2 separate regions of the Gasterosteus aculeatus genome follow, and region 1 is linked to region 2. Evidence: chromatin contacts called from public Hi-C data. All regions are on one chromosome and are shown on one strand. Each heading gives the region's core, a stretch centred on a gene start, on an enhancer-like site or on the middle of the called end of the contact. The rest is flanking DNA. Distances are from core to core; before and after follow the strand shown.

Region 1 (6,092 bases), core at 1,853-4,352, 93 kb before region 2:
AAATCTTTACTTTGTTTTTTATAAAAATTCATGCACAGCTACATTTTTTCAACTCAGAAATCAACAATCTTAATGTATCCATTACATAGGGCTGGGCGGTATGGCTAAAAAATATACCACATTGTTTATCACAGTATTTCTTGTCGAGTAACACATTTATTCATTGACGCCAAAAAGGACCGCCGTTCACTGCTCGCTGGACAGCTCGTTTGCAAATGTCTGTCATAGCCTTTGTGCATGCTAGTGTTGCCACTACAGGCAAACCCAGCAGCTCAACCAACTTTACATCGGACAATTAGCTCGCCGATAAGGTGTAAAAATAGACCCACTATTAAGTATTCATTGTGACACCTATAAACTTGGTCCTTTATAAAAACAACTGTCAATAAAAAGGCACTGATAAATAACAAATGGGTATTATAACGACAATCGAGCAAATGAGATGTGACAACCAAACCATCATAATAACTAACGTGTAAATAATAAATGCATAAGGCAATGTGCAAATGGAGGTCGGTCACACAGAGATGAAGTACAAATGTGTCGCTAGCTCTCCATATACGCAGAGCCAATACTGCCCATTAGGTGGCCTCAGGAGTCAGAGTTTTAACAGAAGTTAGGCTGCATTAAAGTGTTGAGAGTTGTAGGTCTGTGGGGATGAAATATTTTCTTTTCGTTCTTTTGAGCAGCTCTGTGACCGTAGCCTACAAATGACATCTCCCTGTGGCTCACCAATCTGCTGTGTAGATCATTGGCGGACCTCGGCTACCTGGGGGAAGGGTTGGATAGGACACATTAGAGGCCACTTGATAACATTTGTTTCAGCAGAAGCCCACCTTAAAGTGGTCCAGTCAGTCAGGTTTTCTCCACTGGATGAACACCTTAGAGGGCACGTAATTAAAAAAAAATCTCTCGTAGAGTAATTTATCTTTAATCTATCAAAGTAATACTTTCCATGAGTACCATCCACACTGGGCTTTCACTTTGATGTGTTTTAGCCTTGTATCACCATGTTTTACAGGGCTTGATACTTTGTTATGGAGGGTTTTTTTCAGGCAATGGGTTGAACACTGTCCAGATAGACAAAGTACTTTCAGAGTTATTTAATCATGGTATATCATTTTTGGAGAGGAGGCAAAAGGCGTTTCATTGCAAAACGGAACTACTGCTTGCAGGCTGCCCGATCTGAAATCAGTTGCCTTCTTTGTCCTGATACGCCTCTCACACAAATTGGTTCCTTCTGTGCACATGTATCCGGCCACAGGACACAAATAACTAGATGCAGCTCCCTGTAATGACATATACTGGACAAAAAGGGCTAGAATTATGGAGGGAGGAATAAAATCACTACTTTCATCTGGCCTGCTGGGGCTGTCATGCTCCTAAAGAGCCACTGGTTTGAAAATTTGGAAACGTCGCCGTGCCTGTATGAAAAGCACATAGACATTAGACATGTGGTCGCCGCAAGAATTCACAGGGGGTCCCTTTTCAAAGGCTTCATTCTGGATTGTTTTCAATCTCGAGGGATTGCACCATTCCATGTCGCTAATGTTGGGGGACTCAAGGTCAGTCAATGAAAGGGAATGTTAAGTGAAACGCTGAACCTAGACCTGCTCCTCGAACCATCTGTGCTTCCTGTTATGTGTTATGTGCTGCTCTTTGCACAGCAGGACAACGCTTTCAGCCACAAAATGAGGGGATTGTGTCCTTGCACTCAATCAGTAATGAGGTGGAACTCATGTTAAATTACACACATGAGTGGAGAAATTGTATTTTGTTACTACGCACCCTGTAGCAGCAGTTTTGCTCATTTGAGTTTCTTTTATGAGTACACATTTTCAACGTAAACTTCTGTTCTTAATAGGAAAACCCTCTGTAGTTTCACATGGATCAGGTGATAAAGAGACCCTTCATTACAAGACTTTAGGGGCTGTTACCGAGATGCTCTGGGAATTTAATGGTTATTCAAGTGTTCTTTGGGTGTAGATGTTGAAGGCCAGGCCTGTCAACACAAAGACATAATTAGTCTGGCTGTCTTTATTTATTTATTTATATGTGACTGGGCATGTGTGGGTGAGCGGGGGGCAGGTCGTCCTCCAATCAGAGGGTTGTGGGTTCGATCCCAGGCTCTGCTAACCCGCATGTCGATGTGTCCTTAGGCAAGACACTTAACCCAACATGCTCCTGTAGCTGTGACTACAGTGTGTGGATGTTAGTGACTGATGGGCAGGTGTCACTGTGTGTGGTTCTCCTGTCATCAGGGTGTGAATGATGTCATGTAGTGTTAAAGCGCTTTGAGTGGTCAGAAGACTAGAAAAGCGCTATACAAGTACAGTCCATTTACCATTACATTACTAGTCCCAACTTCAACTTAAAAAAACCTTCCATTCAATGTTGATTGTATCCGGTTCACTTTGATGAGTCAAACACTTGGTTTAATGCAAATGTCTAATCAAAATGAAGTCATGTATTAGGCTTCATCACTATACTGTGTTTTGTAACAGTATTTGTTTAGAGCTTTTCGCCAATGATTTGTATAAGAAGCAATAACTTTCTTATTTTAAAGTTGAAACTCGTTTGGAGGGGCGGCACGGTGGCGTGGTGGTTAGCACTGTCGCCTCACAGCAAGAAGGTCCTGGGTTCGATTCCGCCCAGTGGCCTTTCTGTGTGGAGTCTGCATGTTCTCCCTGTGTCTGCGTGGGTTCTCTCCGGGTTCTCCGGCTTCCTCCCACAGTCCAAAGACATGCTCTGGGGATCAGGTTGATTGGGGACTTTAAATTGCCCGTAGATGTGTGAATGTGAGTGTGAATGGCTGTGTGTCTCTGTGTGGCCCTGCGATTGGCTGGCGACCAATCCAGGGTGTACCCTGTCTATCGCCCAAAGTTGGCTGGGATGGACTCCAGCCCCCCCGCGACCCTGTGTGCAGGATAAGCGGTTTGACAATGGATGGATGGATGGAACTCGTTTGGATACATGAAAGGTACAGTACAGAACAAAAAGAGAGCGCCCTCCCAGTCCTCCCAGTGCAGTGTTAGATGATAAGGTTAATGAGAAAGGCAGGGGAGTCCGGCCCCTGCAATGCTCCATCCTCTCCACCCGGGGCTCTGTATCTCCAGAGACCACATCAAGCTATTCATTTTGAGCTGGTTCAGTCTGCACCCTGGTGACCCTACACATGTCTTGACACAATCTGTGTCGCAGCCAGAATCGATGCATCTCTGCTTTTGATGTTCCACCGGGAAAAATGTGAGAAGTCAGCTGAGCTTTGTTGTTGTTGTCATGGTCCAGATGGGGGGTGCCATTAATAAGGAGAGGTGGGGGGACTGCACCTTCAGTTAGCAGGTTTAAGGGAACAATAAGGAGACGGTAATGATGCGATGAGTGTGTGTGTCTTTGTGGGGGAGAGGGAGGCTTGTGGCTGTAAGGTGGTCCCAGTGGAACTGATTATCCCCATTCTAACTCATGAGGGGGGCAGGAAGGAGGGATGGAGGTGGTGGTGGGATGCTGTGGCTGCAAACAGCAGGCTAATTAATAACACATTGGCTTGTGGGAATATTCTGCCTAAATACCAGTTAGGTCCCTGTGAGGCGACACACTTATCAGCTCCCGTGCAGCAGACACAGGCACACATTCCCTAAATCACCCATGATGACATTACACACACCCAGTTCCGGTTGATGTAATTATCTGTGGTGCATAAGATCATAAGATCCACTTTCTTCCAAAAATATTCTGACTTTGACAGTGTGGCTGATACCGGCCGGAGACGTCGCGATTCAGCCGTCTTACAAACGCCCCCTCTCTTGCATCCTCCCTTACTATACTCTATATATATATATATATGATATATATATATATATATATATAGAGATAGATATATACTCATGATATATATATATATATATATATATATATATATATATATATATATATATATCATGAGTTAGAATGAGGATAATCAGTTCCACTGGGACAACCTTACAGCCACAAGTATAGTAAGGGAGGATGCAAGAGGGGGGGGCGTTTGCAAAATGGCCGTCTGAGATGGCTGAATACCTCAAAAATCCTGTGTCATCTGCCTATTAGGCAGGTAGAGACCGAGTGAGTGCTTGCGTGTATGCCTGAGTGTGTGTGTGGTTGTCATGGTGACCCTGCACCTGGCATCGTCTACATGCTAATCAAAGGACTTGGAGAGGAAACAGTGATTCTTCATGGAAGCACAAGTGCCCCTAGACGGATATCGTGAGAGCCGAGACTCTGCAGGAGTTTCAAAGACTGGTGCGGGCCGCGTTCTTTAGGAAATTTGTTGTCAAAATAACATGGACCTCATTAGAGTAGTTGCATGAAGAGTGAAAATGGTGGAAATGCTGACAAAATAAAAATATTTTCTTAACCATATTCTGGATCTCGTCTTAGATTTCTGTGCTCACTCAGTAAAGAGTTATATACTTATCAAAAACAAAAACATTTAAAAATTCAAATGGTTGCTCTAGCTGAATCTTGGAGGAAGGAAATGGTGTATAAATATTGCTTAATATTGCTTGAAAAAGAGGATGAAACAGAGTCACAGCACCTCTCTCCTCAACAAGTTTAAAACCATAAGGATTATGGACACTAGGCCGTTAGGTGTGTTACAGTGCAGCCGCAATCAAGCATTCCTATAGCTGCAAACCAGCTCTCTGCCACAACAAACGGAAATGTAGACTATAGACAATATACTAGTTGCTACAGCTATTTTGTCCCTTAGGGTTGCAAAAGTTTGGCCTTTTTTTTTTATACTTCACCATAGACAAGGCATTGCACATTTCAACAACAAGGCAATTCAAAGTGCTTGATGTGATGGGTGGAGCTCCCCCTCCCTCTACCTGTTTGGCCACACCACCATAATTAGTGATTCCCAACAGGTAAGGCCAGATCGAGTCCTGGTTCCCCTTAAATGGAGGCTTTGCCCCTGGTTTTCCCAGCTCCACACTGGTCTCACGACTACATCTAGTCAAGGTGCAGGACTGAGCGCTAAAGGGGGAGTTACAGAGCTCCCATCCCATCTGTGCAGCTCTCCCCATGTGTGGCTGTATAATGTGCAATTCCCAGGTATGTCTGTGTTTTGTTTAAATCTGCTCCTTAGCGGCGCTTTGATGTTCAGAGTTATTTTACATATTGTGTATGACATGTGCCTTTTTGTAACAGTTATGGGGAAGTGATGTTGTCTTCTAGTGCTGTAGCTGAGCTCTAACCACTGCTGTTTTTTCCCCTTTGCAAATATATTTTATATTTATGGTTGCCTTGTTTTATTTAGTATTTTGATTATGAATTGTTTGTTTGTTTTTCTCCGCAGTCAAGTTAGTGTTTTAGTTTCGTTTTTTTTCTTTTCCTTTGTAAACCAACTGGAGTGGGTCCTACTCCGGGGTCCTCTCAATGCCAGTACAGGTGGGCTGGTCTATAGGTTGTGGCTCTCTAAGCGGAGGGCTTCCTCATTCTTAGTTTATTTTGCATGTTATTGTTAACATGTTTGTAGGGCGAGTTAGGCACGTGATTGGGAGTAAAAGGATATTGAGTATATTTGGCAGGGGCTAAAAAGAAACCAATAGGTAATTGGTTGTGCTTTGTGTATATTTTGTTAAGTAAAGTGTCATTAGTTAATAGTATTTGTTCCAGTTAGTTTTGGAGCCGTTGTGCGGCTTTGTACATGTTAACCATTAACGACAAAAACGGTTGACAAATTCCCTTGCCGTTAGAGGACTTTCCTACCTAGTGAAGATAATTCATGGTAACTGCTTATGGGGGAAGAGGATTCAGATATCAGTGTAGGAAAACCTCATGCTGTGAGTGGATTCTGGAGAGGATGTTGCTGCTTAATCGTTGTATGGAATTATGTATGAGCGCTGTTATGTGGGTTGTGGAGCTATAATGCAGGTCAGCTGCTTTGCCTGCTGGCGTTTTGAGAATTGTTCCAGGAGCCATGTCAATTTTGTTCAGATGAGACATTTGTAATATGCAAAACTTGTATAGTATATTATAGTGTTTATTGCCAGATCAAACCTTTTCACTTCACCACCCACAGTAATGCCTACAACAAGCTGTCCTGTGGTATC
Region 2 (6,786 bases), core at 1,812-4,311:
ATCACTTCCTGTGTCTGTCTGCATGCGAGACGGCTTCTGAAACCCCCCCATTAACATTCACAGAGCCGCCTGGTTACTGCTGGTGCCACTCACACCCTCCAGGAACCTTCCCCAAGAACCCCCCCCAAGAACCCCCCCCAAGAACCCCCGCCACGGTCCTGCTCCAATGTGCTGACACGGCGGTGGCGCCCCCCCCCCCCCAGCATGTGTTCCCTCATTAGCGTCCCTTAAAACAAGGTGTTTGCAGGTGTCAGAATAAAAAGCTGGTCGAGTCTTAACGCTCGGTGCCCCGTCGGCTCTTACAGCAGCAGAGGAGGCCCCTGGGGGGGGACGGGGGGGACGGGGGGGGGCTTGGGGTGTGCCCACTTGAGTGTGAATGGACGCGTGTGGCGGGTGGTGTTCACCCTGCAGGGCGCGACTCGGACCCTTCAGCCACCCCTCTTTCTTTGGCAGACTCCCGTGGGGGGCTGGGGGGCCGCCCAGGGGTCCGCTCTGGTTTCAGTGGGGCTGGAGCAGAGTAGGCGAGGGGGGGGGGATGGGTGGGTGCTGGCCTGGGGAAGGTGGATGTCTGCTGAAAGCCTCCTTTGTTGTGATCATATTATGTTTCCACCACAATACTTCTAACTCTGCTCCATCAGCTCCATTCATGTGTAACAGCTCATGCAAATGGCTGCACGGGCCTTTTTCTAGAGGAGGGTGTGGGGGTCCGAGGGGGGGTCCTTTCATCAGTCTACCACCCAACTACTGGTCCGCACACACCAGCGCAGACGCTGACCCCCTCACAGAGCTTCACTGTGTCACGTGTCTGATGACAAACCACAGGAAGCATCACATCATTCCAACGTTTGCCCCCCATGGGACCACGCACCGGAATGTAAGGATCAAGCAGAAGTGTGTGTGTGTGTGTGTGTGTGTGTAGAATAGAACAGTTGCGCAGCGGTTGCTGGTAAATGAGGTGATGTTTGCAGTGGAGCCCAGAGGTTCATCACAAGCGGCTTCATGGCCGCCGGAGGGCTTCTGTCGTCATTGAGGCCAAATAGTAACCGCGCGTCTGCTGATGACCCCAAACTGACCATACAGGTGCTTTTGCACACAAGAGCCCCAATGCCTTAATTTGACCCCTCCAGCACTCTTTTGGAGGAGCTCTGCCCCAAATCCAGCGTGTCCCACGGAGGGGGGGGGAGACACGCAGGGGACAGCGCTGCAGAGAAGAAGCGACAGTGGCAACAAGCCCGTGAATAACCGACTCACCCGGGACGACGACGCTCTCCTCTTGTACTTGTTGGCGAAGTCGAACTTCTCCTTGATGTCGTCCAGGAGCTGCTGCAGGCGGGCCGCCTCCCCCTCCTCTTTGAGCGAGTAATCCTGGCCCAGGAGGATGTACGCCCTCCAGTTGGCCGAGTCGAAGCCCCAGTGGCAAGTCCGGTTCTCCTGAGCCTTGTGGCTGTGCACCACGAACTTGTGGGTCGGGTACATGAGTCTGCAGTCCATGCACTGGATGCACGCTGCGCCGGGGCTGCTGTACAGCTCCGGCACGAACAAGCCCCGGCACTTGCCGAAACACTCGTGGTAGACCCTGAAGCTCCTCTCGGTGAGCTCCAGCTCCAGCGAGCCGCCGCCCGGCTCCCTCTTGCAGCGCGGCGGGAAGGCGCCTCCGTAGACCAGGGCGTTGCACAGCCGCTCCGCGTCGGTCTTGGTGATGAGGCCGCAGGACGGCGCCGAGAAGGGCAGCACGCCCATGACTTTGAGGATGTCCAGCTGGTCCGCCGTGCAGCGCGAGCAGTAGATGTGCAGGTCGTCGCACACCGAGTTGATCTGCTGCAGCGAGAAGTCCCGCAGCACCGTGTTGAGGATCTGCGGCAGGCACAGCCGCTTCTCCCCGCCGACCACGAAGCACGAGACGGTCTCGCCCTCCAGCACCGTCTCGCACCTCTCCGTGGAGCGGTCGGACGGGATGAAGAGCGGGCCCGGCATGGCCGGCGGCGGCGGCGGCAGACGCCGCGGGACCGGCTCGGGCTCCTCGCCCTCCTTCTTGAAGAGCAGCTCGTGCTGCCAGCGGGCGGAGAAGGCCGCCGGGCCGCCCAGCGAGCTCATGGAGCTGAGGTGGAACTGCTTCAGAGTCCGCTGCAGTCCCGGGTGCGGCTGGAAGCTCTGGCCGCTGACGGGCTCCATGTTGCTCCCGCGACTTCAGAAGCGCGAATCCGACGGTCGCGAGTGTGCGTGCGCGCGCGAGCCCGGCGAATCCACGGGGTGCGAGAGGCGAGCCGAGCGGCGGGGCGCCTCATCAAACATCCGGTAAAAAGTCCCACGGGCTCGCACTTCTGTCCCGGCCGCGACTACAGGCTGAGCGCCGGCCCGTCGCTGCCGGCCGCGGGCCGCCGACTGTCCATGCCCGAAGAAACGCCTCGGAAAGTCCGCGCAGGTTCCGCCCGTCGAGCTGCGGACAAAACGACCCTCGTTTCAGGCTCCTTCCGCTGCGATCCGCTGCGTCTGCCCCCGCGGTTCACTGTGACTGCGGGGAGAGACGTCTGAGAGCCAGCCTCCCTCCTCCCTCCCCCCTCTCTCTCTCTCTCCCTCCCCCGCTATGTATCTCCCTCCCTCCCCCTGCGTGTGTGTGTCTGGCTCAGTCATTGAATCCCAGCCAGGAATGCGAGTGACTCCGCAGGCAGGCCGGCTCTTCCAGGAACTAGCCGCCCCCCGCCGCTGCCCTGTGGAGAGAAGACAACGAATGCCGCGTTCACGTGATGTGGGAAAACGTGCCGCGCGCCTACTTTCCCACAGAAACAACTCCGTTAGTGAGCGCGCGTGTTTGTTATTTACTTCATGACATGTTGGGGACTTTCTTTTACCCCGGAATACTCTATTTATTTAGTTATAAGTCATTTAGTTTACTCCCGACAGCCTAGTGTGGTTCTGTAGTATTCCCAAAGAGGTCTGAATGGAGTGAGTTAATTGTTGTAGCCCAGAGATTCCCAAAGTGTGGGCCGCGGCCCCCTGGTGGGCCGCGAAGGTACTGCAGGTGGGCCGCGAGAGGTCATTTACAATAAATAAATGTTTTTTCATTTTCAATTTTTTAAAGTTTGAACTTAATATAAAAATATTTATGATGCGGCACATTAGTTATGTGAAACATTAGTTAATGAAGCACAAACAATTTAAACGGACAGATTAATAAACAAACTAACAAACAAACAAAAATTAACAAACGCGGCGCCCTCTAGTAGTATTAAAGTAAATATACCGCATTTTCCGCACTCCAAGGCGCACTTAAAAGGCTTTAATTTCCTCAAAAAACGACAGCGCCTTATAATCCGGAGCGCCTTATATACACATGGATCAATTGGTTACTCGGTTGATCCGTACTGGTCGTACACGCCGCTCAAGGCGCTCTGACAAACACGCCAAAGCTCGTCTACGACGGCGAGATGCTGAGCGGCGCTCAAGCGCGTGAGATATGGAGCTTATTTAATCATTATGTTTTGATCAGAGTTGTGATTAAAGGTTTGATTGGCTGCGAAATATTTTCAGATTTCAAAGTGGGCCGCGGCGTTCTCGTGTTTGGGAAGCGCTGGTGTAGCCTGTGAGCCTACGAATAAGATTGCTTTCTGAAATGTACTCATCCGGCTAATATTTGGCTAAAAGCTCCGGTTGTTGTCTTTGTAATCAGCGTGCAGTTTATGATTGCTGTCATAATCCGTTCATTCATCAACTCAAACATAATGCAATCTGCTGACGATCCGATTTACTATTTTTCTCAGGACCCTGAATGTAGCAAAAGAAAAGCGTGTTTATGTGAATCATTTGGTTCGAGGCTGGAGAGACAGTTACATCACATCACGTGTCATTTATCTGACGCTTTTATCCAAAGAAGTGCATTTCAACCATAAGGACTCAAACTCAGAAGAACAAGAAACAAGAAAGTGCGATTTCTTTAAATATGCCAATTTACACTTTGCTGTAGATAAGAGCCGTTATAAGTACAATGTAAGCAGTCTTTTAGTCTGGAGACGTGTGTCTATAGTTTGCGGCAGAAGAAGAAGACTCTGCGTTCCTGATCCGCTCACCATGGATCAGATGTCAATCAACAAGAAATGGTCTTTGATGGTTGGGTTTTTGATCAAGGCTACGTGATTTAGTTTCAGGGCCCAGGAAAAAAAACCTGGAGTGATTAATAATAATTAATATTATTCTTACTCCTCAGGAGGTCCTGCCTGAAGTCCTCACTCAATAAGCAGTTCTGTGTTCCTTTGGCATCCTCTAGCCTAACATGGCTGAAACTGCAGCCGGGGGGAGATGGAGGTAAGATCCTCCGGGGGAGGCCAGCAGGCAGAGGGGCGATCAGCGGAAGAGAACCCGAGAACATTCTGGGGGCTCCTGTTAGAAAGGGATCCATGAGAAAACTGAGGTGGAAAGTTTTCCCAGGCGAGCCTGTACGCTGACAATGGCCAGAGAAGAGAAGGGAGCCGTCAGGTATGATTCATCGCGACGCTTTCATGTTGCGTGATGCCACGTGTGAGGCGTGTAGGACGGGGAGTTCTGAGTGTGCTTAATGAACATGGAATGTTGTTCCTCATAATGCTCTGTTCAACATTCCTCACAACGTTATAACATGACCAGTTATGCACAATGTGTCTACGGAGGGATTACATTCGTACAGGTAATGTCGTATCTTATAATAATAGGTTTTTTGGGCACTTTTCTGGGTAGCCAAAGACGCTTTAGGACGTATATAAGGGGTCACCGTGGCGCAGGGGTAGAGGGGACATGTCCCATGTCAAAGTGTCTCTGAGCAAGACACCTAACTCCTCCTAAGCCTTGGGTTAAAAATGCAATGTACGTCGCTTCGGATAAAAGCGTCAGCTACATGACCTGTAATGTAATGTAAGTATACTAAAAAACAGAAATGTAACTGGAGAATGCGTCATGTAGGGGTTAGGAAAGGGGCTTTGTTCTGGGGTCTTGTTTGAGGCGCAGTGGGAGCCTGGCAGATTTGGATGGGGAGGGCGTTTCAAGTGGATTCCTTCAGACCTTGATACTGGAAGGGTTACAGATTTTGATGCGTTGGACGGAGCCCCTTGGGCTGCGTGTTCAGGCCTCTCCTTGACGCCTTGACTCCACACACATGAAACACCTTCCCCAAGTGTGTTGACAACACGGCCTGATTCAGGCGCGCTGAGGCAGGCGAGGAGGGAGGACATCAGCGCCCTGGTATCTTGTTGGCAGGAGACCATAAGCAGCTGATTCTGGACTACAGGAAGTGACAGGGAGACGGTCTCGCCCCCACCTCCATCAACGACAGCTGACAGCTTCAGGTTCCTTTGGGATCATTGGAGTCCTGGTGGTCTCACAGTAGCACATGGTGACCACTCGGGATACATGGTACCCGGTCCTGAGGGGTCCGGGTACCATGTATCCTGAGTGGTCACATGGCACAGGGGCCCCCAGTTTTGAATGCTTGTTTTCTCTGAGCTAGACAGGCCTTGTTTTCAATGATGCTGATTGTGTAGGCTACTTGTAATTTGCTGTCCTTCCCGTTTCTTATTACATTATCTGCTGAGCAGGAAGGGCTTGACTCACAGTCGCAGTTTGCCAAAGAAATCAAGGCACATTGGCTTCTGTTCACAATACGTGTTCGGCAAAGAGAGAGAACGCCGTAAAAGAAGAAGACGAAGGAGACGAGAAACAGAAATATGTTTTCCACTGCGCATGTCTGCAGGAGACGTAGTTTACCGTCTGCCAGCGAATCCCCAACAAGGGGACACAAGTACATGTATAGACAATGGAAAAGGTGCACTAACTATGCTGTTGGTGTAACTTTGTTAGACCAACAGGAGGACTGGGTGTGGTGATTGGGTGTGGTGATTGGGTGTGGTGATTGGGTGTGGTGATTGGGTTAGAGTTGGTGCGGTTGGCAGCGTCCACGCCTCTGATCACAGGACATCTTCAGGTGCGTTCAAGGTGGCTGGGTATTTGAAAGAGTTTTCCATAGATAAAGTGGTGCAATGAGGTATTACACTCAATGCTGTGAATGTCTCTCACTCAATATCAGTTGTGGTGCTATCAAGTATTACGTACATGCATTTTGGTTGATTACATTGAATGCAAACGTAGCTGTACATTGGTATTCTTCTATTGATTACAGTGATTTTTACAATATTCTCAATACTTTATGGATTACATGGTTACAGAATTATGGCTGTATTCTGGTGTACACTAAATCCATTTTAATTAATAGTTAATTTATCATTGGTCGTTAGTTTATTTCTAATATCCCACAATAGCAACGCCGCACAGCTCCAGTGCTGCTGCAGAGTGCCGTTTATTTCATGCACAAATGAACCAGGCAAACCGGTTTTCTTAATGTAACTAACCTTAGGTTAGCCTTAGGCTAACCTTAGGTTAGCTAACACAAACAAACCAATACATAGGTTAGCTAACATGTTAGCTAGGTCAGCCAACATGTAGCGGCAGAGTGCTTTGCCCTCGGTAGTGTTGGTGGCTTTGAACCTGGAGGCTTTAGCCTGCTAGCTTAGCTTCAGGTACCCCTGAGGTGCACGAGATACGTAAGGAAGGAGACATTAAGCAACAAGCCGTTCTTTTGGTTACGAGTGAGACTCCTCAACCTACATGTTTCCTTCATTGATGAAATGTTAAATATACATTTTGCCAAATGTTCTCGTTTCTTTTGAAAGATCCAAAAAGAAGATTTTCATAAATTGTACATTTACATGAAACCTGTCACCTTTCTGAGTTCTTCAGATTTAAGTTACAGAGTGGACCTGGTGC

Evidence for each region. A called contact is a pair of places that touch in the nucleus more often than the background predicts.
Region 1: a contact with region 2 is called in a Hi-C map of liver, with 3 times the contacts expected there. The contact joins the enhancer-like site here to the promoter of skia in region 2. A contact is called at or near these places in 4 of 6 Hi-C or Micro-C datasets (liver, skeletal muscle and whole body).

The regions. Positions count from the first base shown.
Region 1 is chr2:24,734,526-24,740,617 of fGasAcu3.hap1.1, reverse strand. No RefSeq gene overlaps it. Among protein-coding and RNA genes, the nearest start is that of LOC144387575, 28 kb to the right of the region's middle. Within about 2 kb of position 3,102, at least 2 of the 9 cell types and tissues checked have open chromatin away from gene starts, as enhancers often do.
Region 2 is chr2:24,640,558-24,647,343 of fGasAcu3.hap1.1, reverse strand. skia (v-ski avian sarcoma viral oncogene homolog a) reads right to left here and starts at 3,061. Exons shown (of 7, transcript XM_040192727.2): 1 at 1,252-3,061. The coding sequence starts at 2,172.